2 separate regions of the Mus musculus genome follow, and region 2 is linked to region 1. A link is a contact called in public Micro-C data. All regions are on one chromosome and are shown on one strand. The core of a region is the stretch at or near the end of the contact, and the rest is flanking DNA. Distances in the headings are between cores, read along the strand shown.

Region 1 (4,422 bases), core at 1,799-4,298:
CTATCTATAACGTGAGGAATGTGCCGAGCCTTGAATTATTCTGCCTTCTAAAGCAACAGCCTTGACCTGAGTTAGTTCACGTTGAGTATAAATGCCAAGGAAGACTGACTCTGTATATCCTGCTTACCCAGGAGTCAGCCACCATCTGCCAGCAAAGCAGAAGAAGACACAGACTGGGAAATAACTTCATTATGCCAATCAATAATGATACCTGAAAGTATACCACATTATGTCAGAAATTCGAGACACACGAGCTTATCAACCACAGCAGATCCAAGCCTGTTACCAGGACTACAAAAGAAGAAGTACCCCAATACCAAGATGCAGAAGGAAAGATTGATCAGTTTCATGACCCTTGTCCAGGAGAACGGTCAGAGGAAAGGACTCCTGCCTCCTTCCTCAGGCTCCAGCCCAACTGTGTCCTCTGACATGCAGCCCATGCTAATCCAACTGTACCTTGAAAGCCTGTCACCAGAGCTGAACCTGACACCACTGTACCTGAATGGCCCTGTGCCCACAGGTTACTGAGGCTTCTTATCTGGACCCTCTCTAAGGTTCCCTGTGCCTGAGCCTGTATCACTACTTCTCCTCATTACCCTATCATTGTGTGAAGTACTATGTGAAATCTGGAGAGTATTATTATTAATTAAAATGGGAATGTAAGGGGCTGGAGAGCTGGCTCAGTAGTTATGAGACACACACACACATGTGATTAATAAAATAAACCTTTAAGAAAAGATTGGCATGAACCTGTCATTAGCAATGCCCTGCTAGCAAACAAATCAAACTTGGTCCATTGTAGCCAATGAAACTGAGAGAGCTTGTGATTTTTCAAATGTATCTATGATTTAGGTATTCAAACCACCTAATAAACCATAAAAGTACATGACTGTTTCCAGGATTTCAAGGTTAGCTCAGTTGTATAGCAAGTTCAAGGTCAGCCTGGGCTACATGGAAATCTGTCTCAAATTAAAAGTAAAGGAGCTTGGTATGGCGGCTCCTGGCTCTTTTTTTTTTTTATATCAGCACCACTTGAGAGGTGTAGGCAAGGAGGTCAGAAATTGAGTATCAGAGGTGCAGTGGTGGCGCATGCCTTTAATCCCACCACTTGGGAGGCAGAGGCGGGTAGAGTTCTGAGTTCGAGGCCAGCCTGGTCTACAGAGTGAGTTCTAGTACAGCCAGGGCTATACAGAGAAACCCTGCCTCGAAAAACAAACAAACAAACAAACAAACAAACAAAAATTAAGTATTATCCTCAGCTACTTTTAAGTTCTAGGCCAGTTTGGCTACACTAGACCCTGTCATAAACAGAAGATTTCTCTGGGGCACATCTTCATCTGGTGGCACAGGCAGCATCCCTCTGAATGCACTTGTTGTCCTGCTCCCCTCCTGGTCCTCCCACCTGCAGTAGTTTTGTGGAAAGGTCGCTAAAAACAAGTTGGCTGAGGCACACAAAGTAGGGCCAGGGTACAGACAATTCTGCCTGGGAGGTTGGCACAGGCTCAAAGACACATGGCAGCACCCGAGCTCTGCACCTGGTCTGTACCGTGGCCCCAACCCGTACCTCCGGGAGCCAGCCATGAGTTGTCTTCACTGGGACAGACCCTTATTTTGGATATGATTTTCATTTTCAGTCCACTGATCTCACATTGGTATTATCAGTTAGAGACCTGTTACTTGGAGATCCCATCACCCGACACGTGCCTCCCACCCCCGACCCACTTGCAGCTCTGTGTGTGTACATGCGCATGCGCGTGCGTGCGTGCGTGCTGGCTGTGTGATGTAGTCTGCCGGATGGTGGTCTACCTGAGGAGCTCTTCGCTCCAGTACTCACCCTCTCTCTGCATCTATCTATCCTGTCATCCAACCCTCAGAACTCACTCTGTCAGGTGAAGGCCCACCCAGACAGAATACCTATATGTTTTGTGAAGTTTCTTGTTATTCTGTGCTCAGTCTCCCATGTTCTTGGATTAGAGGCACGCACCACAATGTCTGGATGTGACAGTTACCTTTAATTGTCTTTTGGCACAACCTAGACAGAGTCACCTCGGAAAAGAGTCTCACTGAGAGATTGTCTACATGGGGCAGTCTTGTGAGCATTTCTGTGAGGATGTAATAAATTAATGTGAGAAAACCCAGCCCCATGTGGGTGGTACCATTCTCTAGGCAGAGGGACACCCCCAACCCCAAAGTGAAGAAATGGGAGTTGAACACAAGCGAATAAGCAAGTGAGAGCATGCGCTTCTCTCGGCTCTTGACTGCAGATATATGTAACTAGTTGTTTGAAGTTCCTGCCTTGACTTTCCCACAATGATAGACTATAACCTGGAATTGCATGCTGGAATATACTTATTTGTTCCCTGAGTTGCTTTTCGTCTTGGACTTTAATACAGCAGTAGAAATGAAACTAGAACACACGATCACAGGACAAAACAAACAAACAAACAAACAAAGTGAGGGAACAGAGTGCTGAGATACAGGTTTTAGGCAGAGCTCTTGACCCTAGGTTCTATGTCCAGTATCAGAAGGGGAGGGGGCAAAGAGAAGCAGGGAGGACAGAACTCTGAATGTTGGGGTCCGGGATAACATTTGTTTGCTGAAGCCTGAAAAAAACGTTTCTCTCCCTACAGAGCCCTGGAAAGCAGCTTTTGGAGCCGGGAAGCAAAGGGTTAAGGGTTGGGACACCCACGTGCAACTCGCGGGCGCTGCTCATGGCTGCTCACATCCAGCACGCAATGAGGGTGAGTGATTCCTACCACGGATAGTCCCTCGTAGGCGCGTGGCCCTGGGCGACCCGCAGGCACATTTAACCTGGATGGCTTTTAGATCCCCACACAGCACAGCGGGACCCTCTAAACCACCAGGGTCATCTTCGGCAATGTCATTTCTTACTTTAACGGACCCAGGACTTATTTCTTAAAGGAATAAGCGCAACGATCTGGGGAAGCCAAGGGGCGGGCGACGCTGGGCCGGCGCCGGCTGGAGCGCCTGCAGGGGCGGGCCGGGGTTCGGGGCGCTGCCCGTGGTGACGCGCGGCCCCCGCCCGCCGCAGCGCCACTGCGATGGCTGAGCCCGACCGTCGGACGCCGCCGCCCGAAGCCTGATCGAGGGGAACCTTGGTGAGCAGCGGTGCGATCCTCAGGATCCCACGCATCCCACAGTTGACCTGGGAGGGGATGAGGGACGCGCTTTGCAGGGCTCCTTACGCTCCACCCGCTCCTGGCACTGAATATTCAGGGCTGGCGGATGCCCTGCGCTGCGGGCTGTAGGTGGCTTGGGGTGCCGGGGATGACACCGGAATGGAGCAAGGTGGTGACGCCCAGGGTGGCGGAGATAGCACGGGAATAGAAAAGGGTGGCGATGCCCAGGGTGTATGGGGATGGCGCAGGGTAGCGACTCTTGGGGTGGCGCCGGGATGGAGCGGGATGGCACGGGGATGGAGCAGGGTGGCGGGGCTTGCTCGACTCTCCCTGGTGATCCGGGGTCCGGAGGCCTTGCCCGAGTTGGGGTGTTTGCCTCTCTGGGAGATTTCTCGCGTTCCACTGGCAATTTATTTCACTGCACCGGTTTCCCGCGGTGTGCGGGAGCAGGGCCAGCCCAGCGCAGGCCTAGGGAGCTGCCGGTGACGCTGCGCTGGGTGTGGACGCGCAGGTGCGCCGCCGCCGCCGCTGCCGCTGCCGCTGGGGACTCGTCGTCTTCACAGTACCTCCTCCAGGATGGTGCTGCCAGGCCTTTTAGATTTTTAATTTTGGGGCAGATGGTTTAAATTTTTCCCGTGTTCCCGTTTCCGGGATGAACGCACAGCAGTGGGATCTATGCTGAGGATATGCAAGGCCACCGAATTACCATTTACTTGCGTTTGGGAGTTGGTGAGAGGACGCTGGCCTGGGCACTTTTCTTAGGAAAAGGACCTGCCTATCCATTTGACCTTGCCTACTTAAAAAAGAAAATGTTAGGGTTTTTAAAAAGGCAAAAATCAAAAAAACAAAAAAACCAAACCTTCTGCTTCCCAGCTAGATTCAGGCTTCCTCCACAAGATGGTGAAATGTGCAGAGCCCTCTTTGCCGACTGCCTGCAAATACAGCTAAGCCGGCAGTGAAGCCAGTGGTGACTCAGATCTGGGCGCTCTCTGCAGAACAGCAGGACACCAGAAAAGGCTCTGGCCTTGGTTGTGGGGCCCAAACTAGAGAACAGAGTTGCGGGAGTGGGTACTTCCAGCTTGCTCTGTAGGTGGAGTGAAGAAGGCCAGGGTCCTCTTTCCACCAAGGTACCCAATTAATACACCGAGAACAAGGCCCTCTTGGCCCTCTTTTCTCAGGAAGCCAACGTGTGGTTGTGAATTTAAACCCTTAGAGCAATAGCCTGCAGTATTTCACTCTACACTGGTGGGGCTAGGAGTCTGGTTCACCAAGCTTTGAGGCA
Region 2 (4,286 bases), core at 1,530-4,029, 130 kb after region 1:
AAACACAGGCCATGATCCCCAAGAGGCACAGGAACATTTTGTCCCTGATCCCCAAGAAGTGTCTCCAGTACCAGAGATGCTAGGGTGCCTGCTCAAGCACTTTCTCCAGACCCTGACTGCAGCCTGGCATGCAGGGCCTCTGGTCACTGGTATCAGCAGACTCAGTGCTCCTCAGACCAAGTTGAAAAGTATGTGCCTAGAGAACCCTGCCCCTTGCAGGTCTCCATGCATTCATTTCAGGGCAGTTCCATATCCTCTGCGATTTGAGGCAGGTTCCCAAGTTTCTGGAGTCAGGTGCTTTCTTGAGTCTTGTAATTGTTCCTTCCAGTGGGACAGATGCCATCCAAGTGACCAGCAGCAAGAGGTGGCTTATGGGACCCATCTGCCGACCTTATTCCTTCTTGGAGAATAGGAAGCAGTGTTCGGGCAGGACAGCCTCTAGACCACCTCCTCACAAGTCTTAGCCAGAGCCTGGGGGTGTTCTTTGTTCCCCACAGAGAAGTTCCCAGCAGCTGGCCATTTCAGCCAACCCATCCTGCCTTAACAGTGACAGAGCGCCATCTGTGGGGCATTTGTTGCCACTGCTCAGCGGAACTCACATAAATTCATAGGTCTACCATGATTAGAGGCCCCCAGAGTTGAGCAGGACATAGGCTGTGAAAGAAGGGACCAACAGGGACTGCCTACAAACTCCAGGCCACATGGGCAAACACCTGACACACACACTAGGCACCCAGTGAGGTTGGGGAGGGACATGGTCTTCTGTTTGCCTGAGTTTCTAACATTATCATTTCTGACCCGACAGTCTTAGGACATTGGTAGAGTCCTGGAGAAAGATTTCCACTCTGTTTAGAGAGACGTGGCAAACTGGGGGCTGCTGGGGCTCATTGCTGGGCCAGCATGCTAACTACTAGCATGGGCTACTTGTCCATCAAATAAATGCAAGTCCCTAAGGTGACAAAGTCGTCCCCAGACTATATACTTGTTTCATTTTGTAACTTAGCCCGAGGGCTTGGGCTTGAATTAATAGTAGAACAATGTTAGGTTTGGAGCCTGGGCTTTCAAATTTAACTAAATGCCTGAATGTGATTGCTTGGTTTTCTTCAAGTTAGTCTGGCCCCACCCCCACCCAACCCACCCAATTCTTCAAGTGTCAGATCTGCTCAGGCTGTCGGCATATTTTGTTGTTTATAAAGCAACCACCACCAAACTTTGGTACTTTGTATTTGCTGGGTACTAGGACTGTCCTGTTCCGATGTCATCCTCAGCTCAGTGACACTCCATAGACTCCTGGCCCCAAGAAGCTCAGCTGGCAGAGCCTTGGGATGGGGCCTACCTCCCCATCATCATTTGGGTTAGCATTGTTGCCCTAAGCTTGGGGGTTTTCATGAAACCTCTTGCACCTACCCTGTCCTTGCCTGTCCTCCAGCTGGCCACGACCCCTCTCTATAGGATCATGGTTCATTTCTTTCCAGACAAGCTAAAACTCTTCTTTTTCTTTTTCTCTTTCTTTTTCTTTTCCTTTTTCTTTTTCTCCTCTTTCTCTTTCTTTTTTTCTCTCCTGTTTTTTTTCTGATTCCCCTTTCCTTTTCAGTTTTTATTTTTGTTCTTGTTTTTCTCCCTAGCTTTCATTCTCTGGTCATAGCTGTTCTTGGCACACTGAACTGGTGAGTACATCAGAGGCTGGCACTTTCTGGTGAAGGTCCTGCTCCTTCTTATGGGAGACACTGGTATACCCTGTTGCCTGGGCAGCTGCCTGCTTCCCCCCCCCCCAGGAAAGCAGAAAGGCAACTCCTGGGTCTTCCAAAAGCTCCGTGTAAAGCTACCCCCCTCCCCCAGAAACCAGAAACCCTTCTCCAGGCACTGGGCCCATGAGAGGGTATAAGGCATGCTCATGACCGGCACCCAGTGCCAAAGTCAGTGTTCACTAGACAGTAGAAGGTGGTTTTGTAATTTTCCTGTGTCCTCTGTAGCTCAGGTTTCATGTCCCCAAGTTACTGGGTCACCCACAATCATGGAAATGGTACGAGTGTAGAGCCAGTGCCCTGGCTGTAGACAAAGGCCACACTTGGTCACCACTCTCTGCTCAAGTGTATTATGTCACACTTGGGACATATTGACACTGTTCATCTCAGGGCCCTGGCCCTGATATCCAGAGGGTGCAGAGAGATCTCTCTCAGGGGAACAGCAGTTGTATCTGCCATCTCTTTTCATCCACTAACTCCTGTGCTCTTCTCCCCCCCCCGCCCCCCCCCCCAGCCCTCTGCAAAGGCAGACCTTTGTCCTCTAATGGGACCAGAGAGCAGCAGGTGCCAGAGAAAGTGTGGAGAATTGCACTTCAACACTGAAGACTTGCGAGTGTTTGGGCTCTGTGCCCCGCCCTGTGGAGGATGAGGGCAAAAGCACTGTGACCTGCAGCTACTGTCCACTTGGGGTGAGCCAGGACTGGAACTGGTCTTGCTGACTAGTGCTTCTCCAGGAGAGGTCTAGCTTTGACTGCTGGTGACTTTCAGCCCAGAGAGTAGGCCCCACCCCAATCACACCAATGTGTAATGTTCCCTGCCGTGCAGGGGTAAGAATTGCTCCCGTGCTGGAGCCCACACTGGACACCCACCTCGTTCCCATAGTGACCATCAGTACTCTTGGAAGAAGATCTCAGAACTGCCCAGACTTGCCCCTAGTGGCAAGATGAAGGCTGTGGTCTCAGTGGTGACCCTGGGTGTCACACTGTGGTTACTCACTGTGGCCCTGAGCACTTGATGCTGAACAGACCCCAAGCCCAACCTTGTTCTGTCACACTGGTGTCTCTGTGAGGACAGCTGAGTCATGACCTCCCACCGGCCTCCTACCCTGTACTCCCAGACACAAAGGCTAGAATCCTATCCCCGGCTGCTGGTCAGGAACACAGTGGAAAGATCAGAGAAGAGGCCAGGGAGCATATGGGATGAGTCTGCAGAGGCCTGGCCCTGAAGAGTGTGGATCAAAGCACAGCCAAAGTATGGTGGAGTTGTGGCCCTCCTAGCCTGGAAGACCCCCAGCAGGTGGGCCTAGCCTGAGAACCTCAGGTGGCAAGGGCAGGTGACGAAGGTAGCTGAAGATGGCCTCGTCCACAGCCTGTGCACATAAGAAATGGTCCAGAAGAGAAGGTGAAGACAAGATGCTCCTAAGGGACCATCAGCCTCAGAAGGTAGCCACAGTGCAGTGGCCTACAGGTAGGTGGCAACATCTGCCCACTGGGGGCAGCCTTCCTTTCTGCACTATTTGAAGCCTTTTAGCTTAATTTAATGTGCCTTTTGAGATATGAACGAGGTCTCCCCTGCCAGAGGAGCCTGAGTGGCTATGTGGGCAAAAGGCTGGAAGCCTCCTGAATCCATTTCTAGATGTAACCCACAGATATGGGCTACATACTGTCCCTGTTCCTTCTAACTCAGATGTCTGCGCTCTCTGAGGAAGCTACCATGGCTAGTGCACTCCAGCTCCACCTTGCTGCTTGCAAAACTGAGACAGAAGCTTTCTATTTCATCTGTGATCAGACCCCTCACATAGTGGGAGCTTCCCTGATGCCCCCACACACATAGTGGGAGCTTCCCTGATGCCCCCACACACATAGTGGGAGCTTCCCTGTGCCCCGCACATAGTGGGAGCTTCCCTGTCCCCCTCACATAGTGGGAGCTTCCCTGTCCCCTGTACAGTGGTGAGCTCAAATGAACACAGGGTACCCTCCTCCCCATCTCTACAGACTGGAAGCTCATCCCTGTGATACAAAATGCTCCATCCTGCCCAGTTCCCACTGAAGATGTCAGAAGCAGCAACAGTGTGGGCAAAACCAATCCACTACACATATAACACAAATTGAGCCCAGTGCCTGGCACATTAGAGAAAAGTTCTCTACTCTTGAGCTATATGCCTAGCCTTTCTTACCTTCTATTTTCAATCAGTGCTCCATTAAGTTACCCAGAACTCACTCTGAACCCCAGGGGTGAACACTGTGTTCCTGATGACTCGACCTTCCAAGTAGCCAGGAGGACAGCCCTAGCTATACTGTGGGTAGAACAGATTCCATGACAAGATGGTCCTGTTGGCTCCAGGCCCTGGGACAAATCAAGAGTTTGGTCCCCTCTGGGCCACACCCAGACCATTGTGAGAGGAGGTGACTGAGGAAAAGGCTCCCCAGATCTGCTCTGAGGCTCACTGGGAATTGGGAAAACACTGGGTGTGTGCATCTCTTGGGATATGGAGGCCTGGGGCAGCTTCCTCTGAGGGATGGAGCTTGCCCAGTTTAGGGA

Evidence for each region. Hi-C and Micro-C count contacts between places; a contact is called where the count stands out from the background.
Region 2: a contact with region 1 is called in a Micro-C map of brown adipocytes, with 4 times the contacts expected there. The contact joins the enhancer-like site here to the promoter of Jakmip3 in region 1. A contact is called at or near these places in 2 of 39 promoter capture datasets (3T3-L1-derived adipocytes and hippocampal neurons) and 8 of 484 Hi-C or Micro-C datasets (ECoMG myeloid progenitors, the N1E-115 cell line, brown adipocytes and 2 more).

What each region holds. Positions count from the first base shown.
Region 1 is chr7:138,937,682-138,942,103 of GRCm38.p6, forward strand. It overlaps Jakmip3 (janus kinase and microtubule interacting protein 3), which reads left to right and starts at 3,049. Exons shown (of 20, transcript NM_028708.2): 1 at 3,049-3,119.
Region 2 is chr7:139,063,047-139,067,332 of GRCm38.p6, forward strand. Jakmip3 (janus kinase and microtubule interacting protein 3) reads left to right here. Exons shown (of 20, transcript NM_028708.2): 18 at 1,595-1,667; 19 at 2,260-3,212. The coding sequence ends at 1,645. Among named protein-coding and RNA genes, the nearest start is that of Dpysl4, 21 kb to the right of the region's middle. Within about 2 kb of position 2,780, at least 9 of the 459 cell types and tissues checked have an H3K27ac peak or open chromatin away from gene starts, as enhancers often do. A contact at or near this core is called in the N1E-115 cell line and brown adipocytes, where this site is marked.